2 separate regions of the Sus scrofa genome follow, and region 1 is linked to region 2. A link is a contact called in public Hi-C data. All regions are on one chromosome and are shown on one strand. The core of a region is the stretch at or near the end of the contact, and the rest is flanking DNA. Distances in the headings are between cores, read along the strand shown. Region 1 holds the start of PSMA1 (proteasome subunit alpha type-1). Region 2 holds the start of CYP2R1 (vitamin D 25-hydroxylase).

The links. A called contact is a pair of places that touch in the nucleus more often than the background predicts.
Region 1: a Hi-C map of liver shows a contact between it and region 2, with 4 times the contacts expected there. The contact joins the promoter of PSMA1 here to the promoter of CYP2R1 in region 2. A contact is called at or near these places in 2 of 5 promoter capture datasets (fetal liver and liver) and 3 of 47 Hi-C or Micro-C datasets (heart right ventricle, liver and skeletal muscle).

What each region holds. Positions count from the first base shown.
Region 1 is chr2:44,737,777-44,743,923 of Sscrofa11.1, forward strand. It overlaps PSMA1 (proteasome subunit alpha type-1), which reads left to right and starts at 2,326. Exons shown (of 10, transcript XM_003122965.4): 1 at 2,326-2,462; 2 at 4,244-4,288; 3 at 4,848-4,949; 4 at 5,336-5,439. The coding sequence starts at 2,460. LOC106507279 (a long non-coding RNA gene) reads right to left here and starts at 2,253. Exons shown (of 7, transcript XR_001303160.2): 1 at 1,600-2,253.
Region 2 is chr2:44,374,032-44,380,596 of Sscrofa11.1, forward strand. It overlaps CYP2R1 (vitamin D 25-hydroxylase), which reads left to right and starts at 1,401. Exons shown (of 6, transcript XM_003480731.4): 1 at 1,401-1,555; 2 at 1,558-1,712. The coding sequence starts at 1,489. It overlaps LOC110259296 (a long non-coding RNA gene), which reads right to left and starts at 2,234. Exons shown (of 2, transcript XR_002341568.1): 1 at 1,928-2,234; 2 at 598-722.

The sequences.
Region 1 (6,147 bases), core at 1,076-3,575, 360 kb after region 2:
GAAATAGACTCATAGATGTAAAGCACAGACTTGTGGTTGCCAAGGGGGTGTGGGAGGGATGAATTGGGAGTTTGGGATTAACAGATGCAAACTCTTACATGTAGAATGAATAAATAATAAGGTCCTACTGTATAGCAAGGGAAACTATACTCAATATCCTGGGAACTTCCATACTCCACAGGCACAGCCTTAAAAAACAATAAAAAAGAAAAAGGAAAAAAAAAAGCAATAAAAAAAAGAATTTGAAAAGGAATACTTATGCGTATAACTGAATCATTTTGCTGTAAAGCAGAAATTAACACAACATTGTAAATCAACTATACTTCAAAAAACATTTAAATTATATGTATTATACATATGTGCGAGGCATGTGAATATATAGATATGTGGAAAAGAACTGTCAAAATGTTTATATACTATATAATATATATATATATTTTTTTCTTTTTCAGCCACACCCACAGCATAAGTTCCCAGGCCAGGGACTGAATCCAAGCACTAGCTGCAACCTACATCACAGCTGCAGCAATGCTGGATCCTTAACCCACTGTGCCACAGTGGGAATTTCCCTACGTAATATTTTTAAATGATCATTTATTTAGTCATTCATCTAATATTCATTACTCATTCATTTAACTATATATTAAACTCTTAATACATGCTAGGCATCCTGCTGGGTGCTGGGAAAACAGAAGAGAACAATCAGTTAATTTAGTCCACTAAAATAACAGTAATTTTGAAAAATGACAACAATCAGTATTGGTGAATTTAAGAAGGGGAGCTCTCTCATATACTACTGTTGAGAATATGTTTTGGTAAAATATTTCCGGAAAGCAATTTAGCACTTTTGGTTTTGTTTGTTTTTTTTTGGCTGTGCCTGCATACAGAAGTTCATGGGCCAGGGACTGAACCTGTGCCACAGCAGTAACCAGAAAACTTTAGGTCCCTAACCTGCTGAGCCACCAGGGAACTCCTTTTTTTGTTTGTTTGTTTGGTTTTTGTAACACTTTTAATAAAATTCTTAGAAATAGCCATTTCACTAAATCCTTTGATTTTCAGGAATTTATTCTAAAGGAGTATAGATGTACACATAAAAAAATATATCAAGCAGCTCATAAATGAATTTCTTGGGAGAGGGATAATTTTGGTTTTTTTTAGGGCTGCACCTGTGGCATATGGAAGTTCCCAGGCTAGGGGTCCAGCCGGAGCTGCAGCTGCGGGACTATAGCGCAGCTCTCAATAACGCCAAATCCTTAACCCACTGAGAAGGCCAAGGATCTAACCCGCATCCTCACGAGGACAATGTGGATCCTTAACCCCCTGAGCCAGACAGGGAGCTCCAGGAGAGGGCTTAAATATTAAACTTAAATATTAAACAATGGGGGTTTCGGTAAATAAAATATCATATGTTCACAATGCAGAATATCGGGAATCTTGTTTAACCTAGAAAAATTTTAATATAAAAAAGTGTCCAAAATACATGTGACAAGGTTTTTAAAGTGCGATACCAACTTGCTCTAACTTGAACAAATCATTTAAGGGAGCTGAGTCTCTTCATTGACAAAGCTTAGATCCTTAAAGACCCCTTTCAACTCTTACCTGAGTCTAGGTACTCATCCTTTCTTCTTCGTAAAGAAAAGAACTCATCATTGGCAGTCAGTAAATTTTAGGTTGGCAGCTGTTTGTAGAGCTATCCTAAACTATTTTCTCTGAGAATTTACTAAAAGATGTTCGCAAAAAGGAAAATACCTATTTCGGAAGAAGATGTCCCTCAGTTGCCTATTCTTTCAGGCATCGTGCTTGGTTTTGACGGCAAAGACATTAATGCCCTCAAAAAGTTTAAAGTCTGATAATAATGATAGTGATCAGTGACAACAACGCCTGGAAAATAAGGAGTAAGGAAAAGGATTCCAAAGTAGAAAGAAAATCATGTCCAGAAACAAGATACTCCAGGAAGAGTACCGTTGACACGAAGAAATGGACCATTATTTGTGGTCTTTTTTTGCAGTCCTGTTCTTCTCGCTACCCAACACCACAAATCTCTGTGGACGCTGAATGAGAGGCTGAGCAGTACACCAGGAATCTCGGGTGCATCCGGCCGGGCCGGTGAGAAACTGACAGGAATCTACAGCTCACAGGTAACTTCTCTGAGGATCCAAGAAAGGCGACTTGATAGTGGCCACCCAGCGACTATTAGCTCCCGCGGGCGTTCCTGGCCCAAATTTTCCCGCCAATGTGAGTTTCTCAGATTTCCCAGGCCCCGCCCACTCCCGAGCGGGCGGAGAGCTTTGAGGGCGGGGAAGCGCCGGAAGCCTATCGCTATCTCTAGAATAGACTGCTCTACCCTGCGCCGACGCATAGTCCCGCAGACTTCTCTGCAGATCGCCGAGCGGTAGTTTCGGCAGCGCTCCTTGATCTGCAGGTTTACCGGAGGCCGTGACTAGGCTCTCGCCGGAACCATGGTGCGTTGGATTCCGAGCTCAAACAGGGTTGGGGCACAGGCCCGCTGGCTGGGGGTTGGCGAGTGATCTCTCTGTCACTCTTAGAGCGGGCCGGGGCTATGGGACATGGGAACCTCAGCCGATGGGGGGTTCTGGAGTGATTCAGCATCTCTGGCCTGGCCGGCACAGGGGAAGTCGGTAGTCGGTGCGGCCTTTCCCCTGGGTTTGTTTCGCTTTCCATCCGGCCTTGAACAATACCTCCTCGGTCTGCTAGCCGAGTTCGCCCCTCAGTTTCCTTCAGTCGAGTAGATTCCGAGCGGTCCAGAGGGGCCCCTAGTGCTCTGTGTGAGAGAAAGGAAAAATTGGGATTTGACTTTTGGAATCTCCCTGTATAGCCAATAGCAGAGTTGAGAGCTCAATTCTCTTTTAGAGCTCAATCAGAAAAGGCCTTTTTTCAGTCACTTATCCAGTTAAGTATTTTTATGAAAGAGTAAACTGAAGCTGATAGAAGTGATAGAATAAGGGTTACAATATAGGGCTCAGAGCTTCCAGTCCTATGTCTACCATTCCAGCAGTCAGCCTTCTCACCCTAATGATTGGGCTCCCAAGTACTGTGCTGGCAGACTCATTTTAAGCTGTCTTTAAAGCTGTAATGGGTCCGTCTCTGTGGCTATTTGTGTCCACTTCTGACTTTCTGGGGACATTCTTGTGTGTACTCATTCTATAACAATGTTTTAAATGCACTGTTTTAACTACAGTGAAGGTTCAAAGATAAATCAGACACGTCCCTAATCGTAATATAAGGTCGAAAAAAAAGGTGTAGATAAAGGAATGGTAGGAGTATGTGTTGGGATTTGGGGAGGAAAGATGGAGAAGGCTTCAAGAGGTAGACATTTGAGGTATTTAAGGAAAAGGAATGCTTTTTTTTTTTTTTTTTTTTTTTGTCTTTTTGCATTTTCTAGGGCGGAATCCGCGGCATGTGGAGGTTCCCAGGCCAGGGGTCTAATCTAATCGGAGCTGTAGCCCCGGTCTACGCTAGAGCCACAGCAACGCAGGATCCGAGCCTCGTCTGCGACCTACACCACAACTCACAGAGGCGCCAGATCCTTATCCCACTGAGCAAGGCCAGGAATGGAACCCGCAACCTCATGGTTCCTAGTTGGATTCGTTAACAACTGAGCCACGACAGGCACTCCAAGGAAAAGGAATGCTTTTGATCGTATTAGGTCTTGGTATCAGGGAAGAGAATAAGCCAAAGATAGAAAGGAGAGTGGACACATAGGAACTTTAGTAATTGACTGAACTCAAAGGCAGTGCAATGGACAGTGGTAGAATTGGAATTTGGGAAGATAGGTCCCATCTGGCTCTGCTCTCCCCTCCCTCACAAGCTCCTTGTAAATGTAAAATTGGCTTGCAACTAAGTACAGTAGAAATCTTCCAATGAGGTTGCAGTAACAACCTTTCATTAATGTTGGATGGAAATAGACTAGAAAATTATTATTATTATTATTTTCTTTTTTTTTGCTTTTTAGGGCTGCACCCAAGGCATATGGAAGTTCCATAGGGGTCCAGTCAGAGCAGCAGCTGGAATCTGACCTATGCCACAGCTCATGTCAATGCCAGATCCTTAATCCATTGAGCAAGGCCAGGAATCAAACCCTTGTCCTGATGGATACTCGTTGGGTTTGTTACCAATGAGCCACGATGGGAACTCCAGAAAACATTTTTGAGTGATAGAGCTTGTTAAGATTTGGGTTTTGTAATGTTCTTGTATTAACAGATTTTTTTTCATTTACTTTCAGTTTCGCAACCAGTATGACAATGATGTCACTGTTTGGAGCCCTCAGGTAAAATGTTTTATACTGTTTCTACAAAGTTGCTTTTGGTGGCTGCAACTTAAAAATGTTTTGGATAGTATGCTGTGAGAAAATATAATCATTTTAGACATTCCTGTAAGTTTCCTAGTTTTAAAGAACATCGTTTGAGGTTTAGCTATTCTTACCTGAAATTTGGGATCTCTGAGTTAATTTTTTTTCTGCATTTGATCATATGGGGATATTTATGTCATTTTTAAAAAATATAATTGTTTAAAAATATAGTTGTTTTACAACGTTGTACTAATTTCTGCAGTACAGCAAAGTGACCCAATCATCCATATATATATATACACATTCTTTTTCTTGTATTACTTCCATTGTGTTCTGTCCCAAGAGGTTGGATATAGTTTCCTGTGCTATATAGTAGGATGTCATTGCTTATCCATTCTAAATGTAACAGTTTGCATCTACTAACCCCACACTCCCAGTCCATCCTACTCCCTCCCCCGTCCCCTCTAAGTTAATTTTAAATCCATGAAAGGGTCTTGTACAATGACTCTAAGGTGTATTGGGTTTTTTTCCTTTTTAGGGCAGGATTCATCAAATTGAATATGCAATGGAAGCCGTCAAACAAGGTTCAGCAACAGTTGGTCTGAAATCAAAAACCCATGCAGTGCTGGTTGCATTGAAGGTAAGTAAAGCAATAAATATATCTTCCTCTTTTAAAAAAGAGCTACTGGGAGTTCCCATTGTGGCTCAGCGGTAACAAATCCAACTAGTATCTATGAGGATGTGGGTTCGATCCCTAGCCTCACTTAGTGGGTCAAGGATCCGGCATTGCTGTGAGCTGAGGTGTAGGTCACAGACACAACTAGGATCCTTTGATGCTGTGGCTGTGGTGTAGGCCAGCAGCTGCAGCTCCAATTCAGCCCCTAGCATGGAACTTCTATATGCTGCAGGTGTGGCCCTAAAAAGCAAAACAAAAAACAACAAAAAACCCAACTATCAAATGTAAGTCTCACTATGTAGATAATAAATTATAAACTTGTTTTTCTGTCTTAAATAATGTCTATTTAGAGGGCACAATCAGAACTTGCAGCTCATCAGAAAAAAATCCTCCATGTTGATAACCATATCGGTATCTCAATTGCGGGACTTACTGCCGATGCTAGACTGTTATGGTGAGTATGATCATGAAAAACAAAGGAAACATCTCTTGATTCATAATTGATTATATTCTAGAAAAGATCCAGATGTTTTACAGGTATTCTATTCTGCCAGAATGTTTAGAAGATTGTGTATACCTTAGTGAAGTTGGGCTCAGTTACTCAGTATCCCATTTCTTGATCCTCTGTGTAGTAACTAATAGAATTAGCCATACTAATATTAATGCCTTTGAGAAGTCATTCAATGATGTGATACTTGTTAACTCAGTGTATAGTGTTTGATATTATGTCTGAGAAGAGCTTGACACTTTTGTTGGGTTTGCGAGGATCAGATGAACCACCTTTGCTTTCTCTAATACACCAGTATTTATTTGATGTTTATTTTTTGCAAAGCTCAGTACTGGATGCTGCAGGGTGTAAAAAGTGAATGAGATATAGATCTCATCTTCTAGGAAATTAGAATCAGTTCTATGTCTAATACACAGAAGAAAGTGGAGAGTAACAGGTATACTTCTGTATGGGACCAGATAGAGATTATTTCTATTTGAGAGGCATTATGTAAATGAAGAACTGACATTTTGGAATCACACAGACTTTAGTTTCCACTTTTATTTATTTGTTTATTGTTTTTATTGACTTTTTAGGGCCGAATCCATGGCATATGGAGGTTCCCAGGCTAGGGGTTGAATCAAGCTGAAACCGCCAGCCTGCAACACAGCCATG
Region 2 (6,565 bases), core at 151-2,650:
AAAAGAGTCTCATGCCCAGTAGGTCCTGTGTTGCAAGGAATTACCCTTTAGAAAACAGGAATAGAAACAGAAATAGCAGAGTTCCCCCGCTCCTGCCTCAGCGGAAAGGAATCTATCATCCATGATGATGCAGGTTTGATCTCAGGGGGTTAAGGATCCAGCATTGTTATAAGCTGTGGTGTACGTCGGAGACGTGGCTCCCATCTGGAGTTGCTGTGGGTTTGGCCAATGGCTACAGCTCTGATTTGACCCCTAGCCTGGGAAACTCCATATGCCATGGGTGCAGCCTTTAAGAAAAAAAGAAAGGGGGAGTTTCTGTCGTGGCTCAGTGGTTAACGAATCTGACTAGGAACCATGAGGTTGCGGTTTCAATCCCTGGCCTTGCTCAGTGGGTTAAGGATCCAGCGTTGCCGGGACCTGTGGTGTAGGTCGAGGCTCGGATCCCATGCTGCTGTGGCATAGGTCAGCGGCTACAGCTCCGATTAGCCCCCTAGGCTGGGAACCTCCATATGGCGTGAGAAGCAGCCCTAGAAAAGGCAAAAAGAAAAGAAAAAAAAAAAGAGCGAGAGAGAAACAGAAATAGCAAATAGATATTTCCAAGTAGGCAATCAGTTGCTTCATTTTACGTAGCAGAGGCAAAAAGTTTGAGTAGTAAGTACCATCCCTGGGCAACTGCAGACCAGAGTCTTCTTTGATTGTCAAGAAGTAACCTGTTGGGGAAACTGTGAAAAGATGCATCATTAACTCAGGTTGCCTAAATATTGTGCAATTACAATTCATAAGATATCACATGCAAAAATACCTCTTAACATAAGGATGAAAAAATAGATGAGTAAAAGAGGCCAAATAGTGAGATTATTTTCTTTTTATATCAATGGGTCAATTTTTTTTCTTTTTCTTTTAAGGCCAGTGCCCACGGCTGGTAGCTCCCCAGTCAGGGATGGAAACCCTGCCACAGGAGTGACAGCACCGGATTCTCAACCTGCTAGGCCACTAGGGAACTCCAGGTGGATCAGTCCTTTAATGGAGATTCTGAAGATTATCAAGTCCTGCTAAATAAAGACTGCAGTGCTGATAATCTCCCCAGTTTTCTAGTCTGAAATAGGCAGACCTGGTTCCTAAAAAGATCTCCAAAGAAAGGGCTGGTCTACAACGACGCAAGGTCCCTGGCCCAGGAAGGGAGGCGGTACTGTCTTGTCTTCCAGGCCCTGGCTGTCAACATCCTGGATAAAGCCTCCAGGCTCGGTGCCCAGCCAGGCTGGGGCTTGCCTAGAACCGCGCCCAGATCCAAAGGGCTGCTCGCCTTCCACACAGCGAACTCTGATCTCTTCCAATCCCGTTGTAACTGGCCGCAGGCCCTACGCTCAGCCAGCCAATGGCCATGGCAGTGAGGCGGGTCCTCGGGTCCTCGGGCCAATAGGATGCGGCGGAGTTGGAGCACTCCCCGGGTCCTACGGCCGCGGGGGTTCGCAGCCCCAGCTGCGGGCCATGTGGGAACCTCCCGGAGCTGAAGTGTTCCCGGCGGCCCTTGGCGGCGTTCTCTTCTTGCTGCTCTTCGCCTCGGGGTCCGCCAGCTTTTGAAGCAGAGACGGCCGTCGGGCTTCCCCCCGGGACCGTCGGGGCTGCCATTTATCGGCAACATCTACTCGCTAGCCGCCTCGGCCGAGCTCCCTCATATCTACATGAAAAAGCAGAGCCAGGTGTACGGCGAGGTACAGCCCGACGGGCCTCGGGCAGGGAGGGCCCAGACCTTCCTCCCGGGCTGTCCGACGCTCGTGGGCGCAAGCTACCGTGAACCCTCTCTGTGCGGGCGGCTTGGAGAGGCCGGCTTCCGGGGTTGGGGTGCGAGGTCCACCAGCCGCGCCGCCGCTGGGGGGGTTGGGACGGGGAGGTGGGGGAGTTCCTCTCAGCCGCGCTCACCACCCACCTGGCGTCGGCGGGATCGCATCAGGTCCTCCCGCCTCGGAGGGCTCCGGGGAGGTTTCCCCGCGCATGCGCAAAAGGGGCTCCCGGCCGCGCCGGCCGCACCGTCGGGCGTGACAGATGCTGTTTAGAGCACCAAGAAGCCTGCGCCCAGCTTCCCGCACGTAGATTAGCTTTCACCTATGGCTTCTGGGGAGAACCAAGTGTCTGAATTCTAGGACCCTGTTGGTGGTTAACAAGAGGTTGTTTGCAATTGAGAATGGCTGGTCTAGGGCGTTTGTTGTGAGAATGGGAGCGCAGGTGAAGGCTCCGGGGAAAATGACAGAAAGAGCGAATTAATTAGTGAGTAAAAATCAGTGCAGTGCGGGTGCCCAGGGGCAGGTCTTCTGGTTCTCCCGGTTTTACGGAGCAGGAAACAGCAGCGCAGGCCCGCTGAGTGACTTGCAGGCGTCACACTGCTGCGAGCTCTCAGGGAAAAGCCCACAACACCAGCTTGCGTTTGGAGGGGTGTTCTGATCGCACGTAGCCAGAAGTTTCCAGAACACTGGTCCTAACCAGACTCACCGGTTTTCTTTTTTTCTTTTTTAGGGCTTCACCGGCGGCATATGGAGGTTCCCAGACTAGGGGTCCAATTGGAGCTACAGCTGCCAGCCACAGCCACCACCACAGCCAGGCCGGATCTGATCTGAATCTGCCGCCCACACCGCAGCTCATGGAAATGCCAGATCCTTAATCCACTGAGTGAGGCCAGGGATTGAACCCGAAACCTCATGGTTCCTAGTCGGATTCCTTTCCACTGCACCACACAGGAACTCCTAGCGGGATTTTCTTTTGAATCCATTCCTTTATAGTAAACAACGAGCCAGGCTCTGCCAAGTGCTGGAAAGGAAGAGGTGAAGAAGGCAGTCACAACCCGATTTTAGAGTTACAGTCTGATGAGAAATAAATTAATCTAATGATTGACTACAAATTGTGTGAGTTGTGAAGGAAAAGTACAACAAGGTTGTTTGGCAATTGTATTTTTGGTTTGGGCTTACATCCATATTTTAACTAATTTTTACAAGAATTATTCCAGGTTTTTGTCATTCACTAATGGCTTATATTCCTAAAGGGAGGCTGGACTTAGATAAAGCAAATATATTTAATTCTTTAATTTTCCAGTCCTCCAATTCTTGAGTGTATTTTCATGGTTTTCATCAAATATATTTTATCTCTGTTATGTTGGTAAGAAGCATCATTAATATTCTAGAGAAATCATAAGATGTGAAAGCATAAGACGGAAGTTGAGTCCTTTCGGCATATAAAATTTGACCTTTATTTGTCTGAATCTTAATTTTTTTTCATATACTTAATGGTGATAGTGATAACTGAACACAGTTAAGTGTTACTCAGACATTCTTGGTTATTAATTACAGAACTATTAATTGGATCTACAATGTAAAAAGTGTTGTGGTTTTTGCGGGGCCAAGCGCAGGACATAGGGAAGTTCAGGGGCCAGGGATCCAACCTGTGCCATAGCAGTGACCAGAACCTCTAGTGATAAGGGAGCTGCTGCAGTGACAAGGCTAGATCCTTAACCTGCTGCTCAGGGAATCTCCTAAAAAGTGGTTTTAGACCAATTATGTGAGATGCTGTTGTGCTGAATAGGAAATTGTTTTTCATACATAGATACTTGAAGTGAAAGGAACTCTATTTTCTATGAATGTTATTTTTAGGGGAGGGGGTAATCTAACTCTTCCAGTAGTGTTACCCAAAAAACTGGGTTTGCCTTTTGGTGGGTGACGAAAAACAAAAACAGCCCAAAGATCAGAAAAGGAGTGATTTATTACTTGCAACAAGTAAGTAGAACACCAGGGATTTTTCCCAAAACAGCCTATCCCCCAAACAGCAAAGTTGGGGAAGTTTTTAAGTTGAGAACATGCATATTCATGAAGACTTGGGCGGTGTGTGCATATTCATGAAAGGGATTGAGCAAGGGAATTCAGCACAGAATTGGGACAAAGGTCAACGGAGTCCAAACTCTAATTGATTGAAGTCTCAGAGGGTCAGAAAAGGTCAGCATCATCTCTTAGGTTGCTGTAGAGGAGGTGGCTGAATGCTTCATACTAATCGTTACCATTGGTTACCATTCACACAGAACTGTGAGGCTTTACTACTGATACATTATCTTTGCCGTTGTTACTTCTCTTGCCAGATAGCAATCATTTGTTCTTTTGTTCCTTTAGGATTTATTACTGAGACTTGTTCAAGGGCAAGCATTGTGGCCAGGCTTAGATCCCAAAATAACTTTGGGCAAAAATGACTCAAGTCAAAAAAGCAATACCAGATTCTTTTTCTGGGGACCCCCCTACCCAATCTGCTTATAAACAGTGGATTATCAGTTAAACAATAAATGTGTTGGAAGACTGTCATCTTGGGATAGATAGCTCTGGTTTAATGGATTTGGGCATGAGTAACCAGTTTGTTGCTGGTACACTATTTGAGGCAACCATGGGTCTTTACAAAGCGTCATTTTACTTGAGGTGGTAAAATCAAATAGGGCTAACCTGTGCGGTTAGGTGCAAGAGAGGCAGAAAAAAAAGAAGTAGAGGGATATATGCATTGAATAGTAGGCATTGTTGGAGTAACTCTGCTTGAGATTGAAGTTGAAAACCACCTAACACGTTAACCCTTTAAACTGCTTGCTCTTAATCTTAGCTGTGAAACACCCCTACATGTCTCCCACTGTCATAGAGGTATTTTCCAGTTCTGACAAATTCTCGAAGTTGGTGTGAATTGTTAAAATACTATACATTTTTTGGGAAGAGGAGGAAACCGTTATCTCCTGTACTTCTACATGGTTTTGGAAAGTTGTTTATATGTCCTATTTATAAATAGAATCTTATTTTTCCGCTGTCTTACTTGATGATGTGGCGATGTGTGCTTGGAGAAGAAAGCTCTGGACTTTAAAATTGCTTATGAGAAATGACAATCACTTCAAGTGACACCTACTTTTATGAAGTCTGTGAATTCAATTCTCCTTCATAATTCTTGAAATGAAGACAACCAGTCCTCAAGTCTTATACAGTCATTTTAAAGACAGTCTAATATAGCAATGTACTGCATTGAGAATTACCATTTCCTTGGAGACTCATTCTGAATGTGTAAGCTTCTGCAGTGACTAATCTTAACCCAGATTTCAAGAAGCATTCCCTAGCTAGCAAAGCTAGTACGAGAGCTTTTACAGATTATTTTCGGGTAATGCATGTAAGGATAATAAAATAATTACTTTGAGGCAAGTAGAGTTGACAACCTATAATTTATTTATACAGTAAGCATTTATTGAGATTTATGCAAGGCATTGAATGAGAGTCTATGGAGCATTCAAAGATGAAAGAGATGAAATCACTGAATCTGAAGAATTTATAATTTAGCAGGCAAGCAGAAGCCAGGAATATGAATGTATCTTGTTTTAAATACTATTAAATAAGTGCCACAGGAACGTCTAAGCATGTGCTTTGGTGGTTTAAGAGAGAGAGTGCACCAAGAAAGGCTTCATAGAGGTTGGCTCCTAATGACTTGGTGAGGTTTGGACAGTATGGCAGTTAAAGAAGGCATGACAAATGAGAATACAGCCCAAGCAAGTGTTGAAAAGTAGGTGGCAATTATTTATCAGTTTTCATCAATAGCACTTTTTACATTCCTCTGTTATTATCACTCAGCCCATAGTGTTTGTGTGTCTCCACCACTATTCTTTAAGTCAACATATATTTATCAATTGTTATCATGTGCTAAGTACTTTCTTAGGTATGAATATATAGCAATGAACAAGACAGATCAAAATCCCTGCCGTCATGTAGCTTACATTCTAGTGGTGGAGGGGGGTGGGGAGCAGGACAAAGACAGTAAGTTATGGGAGTTCCCGTCTTGGCACAGCGGAAACGAATCCGACTAGAAACCATGAGGTTGTGGGTTCAATCCCTGGCCTTGCTTAGTGGGTTAAGGATCTGGCGCTCAGCGATGCTGTGAGCTGTGGTTTAGGTTGCAGACATGGCTCAGATTTGGTGTTGCTGTGGCTCTGGAGTAGGCCAGCAGCTGATTCGACCCCTAGCCTGGGAACCTCCATGTGCTGCGGGTGCAGCCCTGAAAGGACAAAAACAAAACAAAACAAAAACAGTAAGTTATATAATGTTAGGGTACAGGGTATAAAGTAAACTAAATTCGGGTAAGGGAGATGGAGAACGCTAGGAGGTGAAATTTCAATGGGTTAGAGCAGGGTTCACTGCAAAAAAAAGGTATCTGAGCAAATGCTTAAAGGAAGTGAAGGAGCAAGGTATGGGAATATCTAGGGCAAGAATATTCCTGGCCAAAGGAACAGGTACAGAGGCCATGTAGCAGGAGTATGCCATGTTGAGAATCACCTGTAAAGAGACAGGTTAAGAGGCTGTAGAGATAACACTGGGGAAAAATGAAGGATCAGAATGTCGGTGATGGAAGTGGTACGAAATTGTCATGTTCTATCTGTATGGTGAAAGTTGAAACATCACCCTGAGCAGTGATGTGGGGCTAGGGTGAAAAATGGAGTCAACACGGGCAGCTCATGGGCAGTTTGATCCCTGAGTAGCTTGAAGGATGGATGTAATGGTCATTAACTTGAGATAGT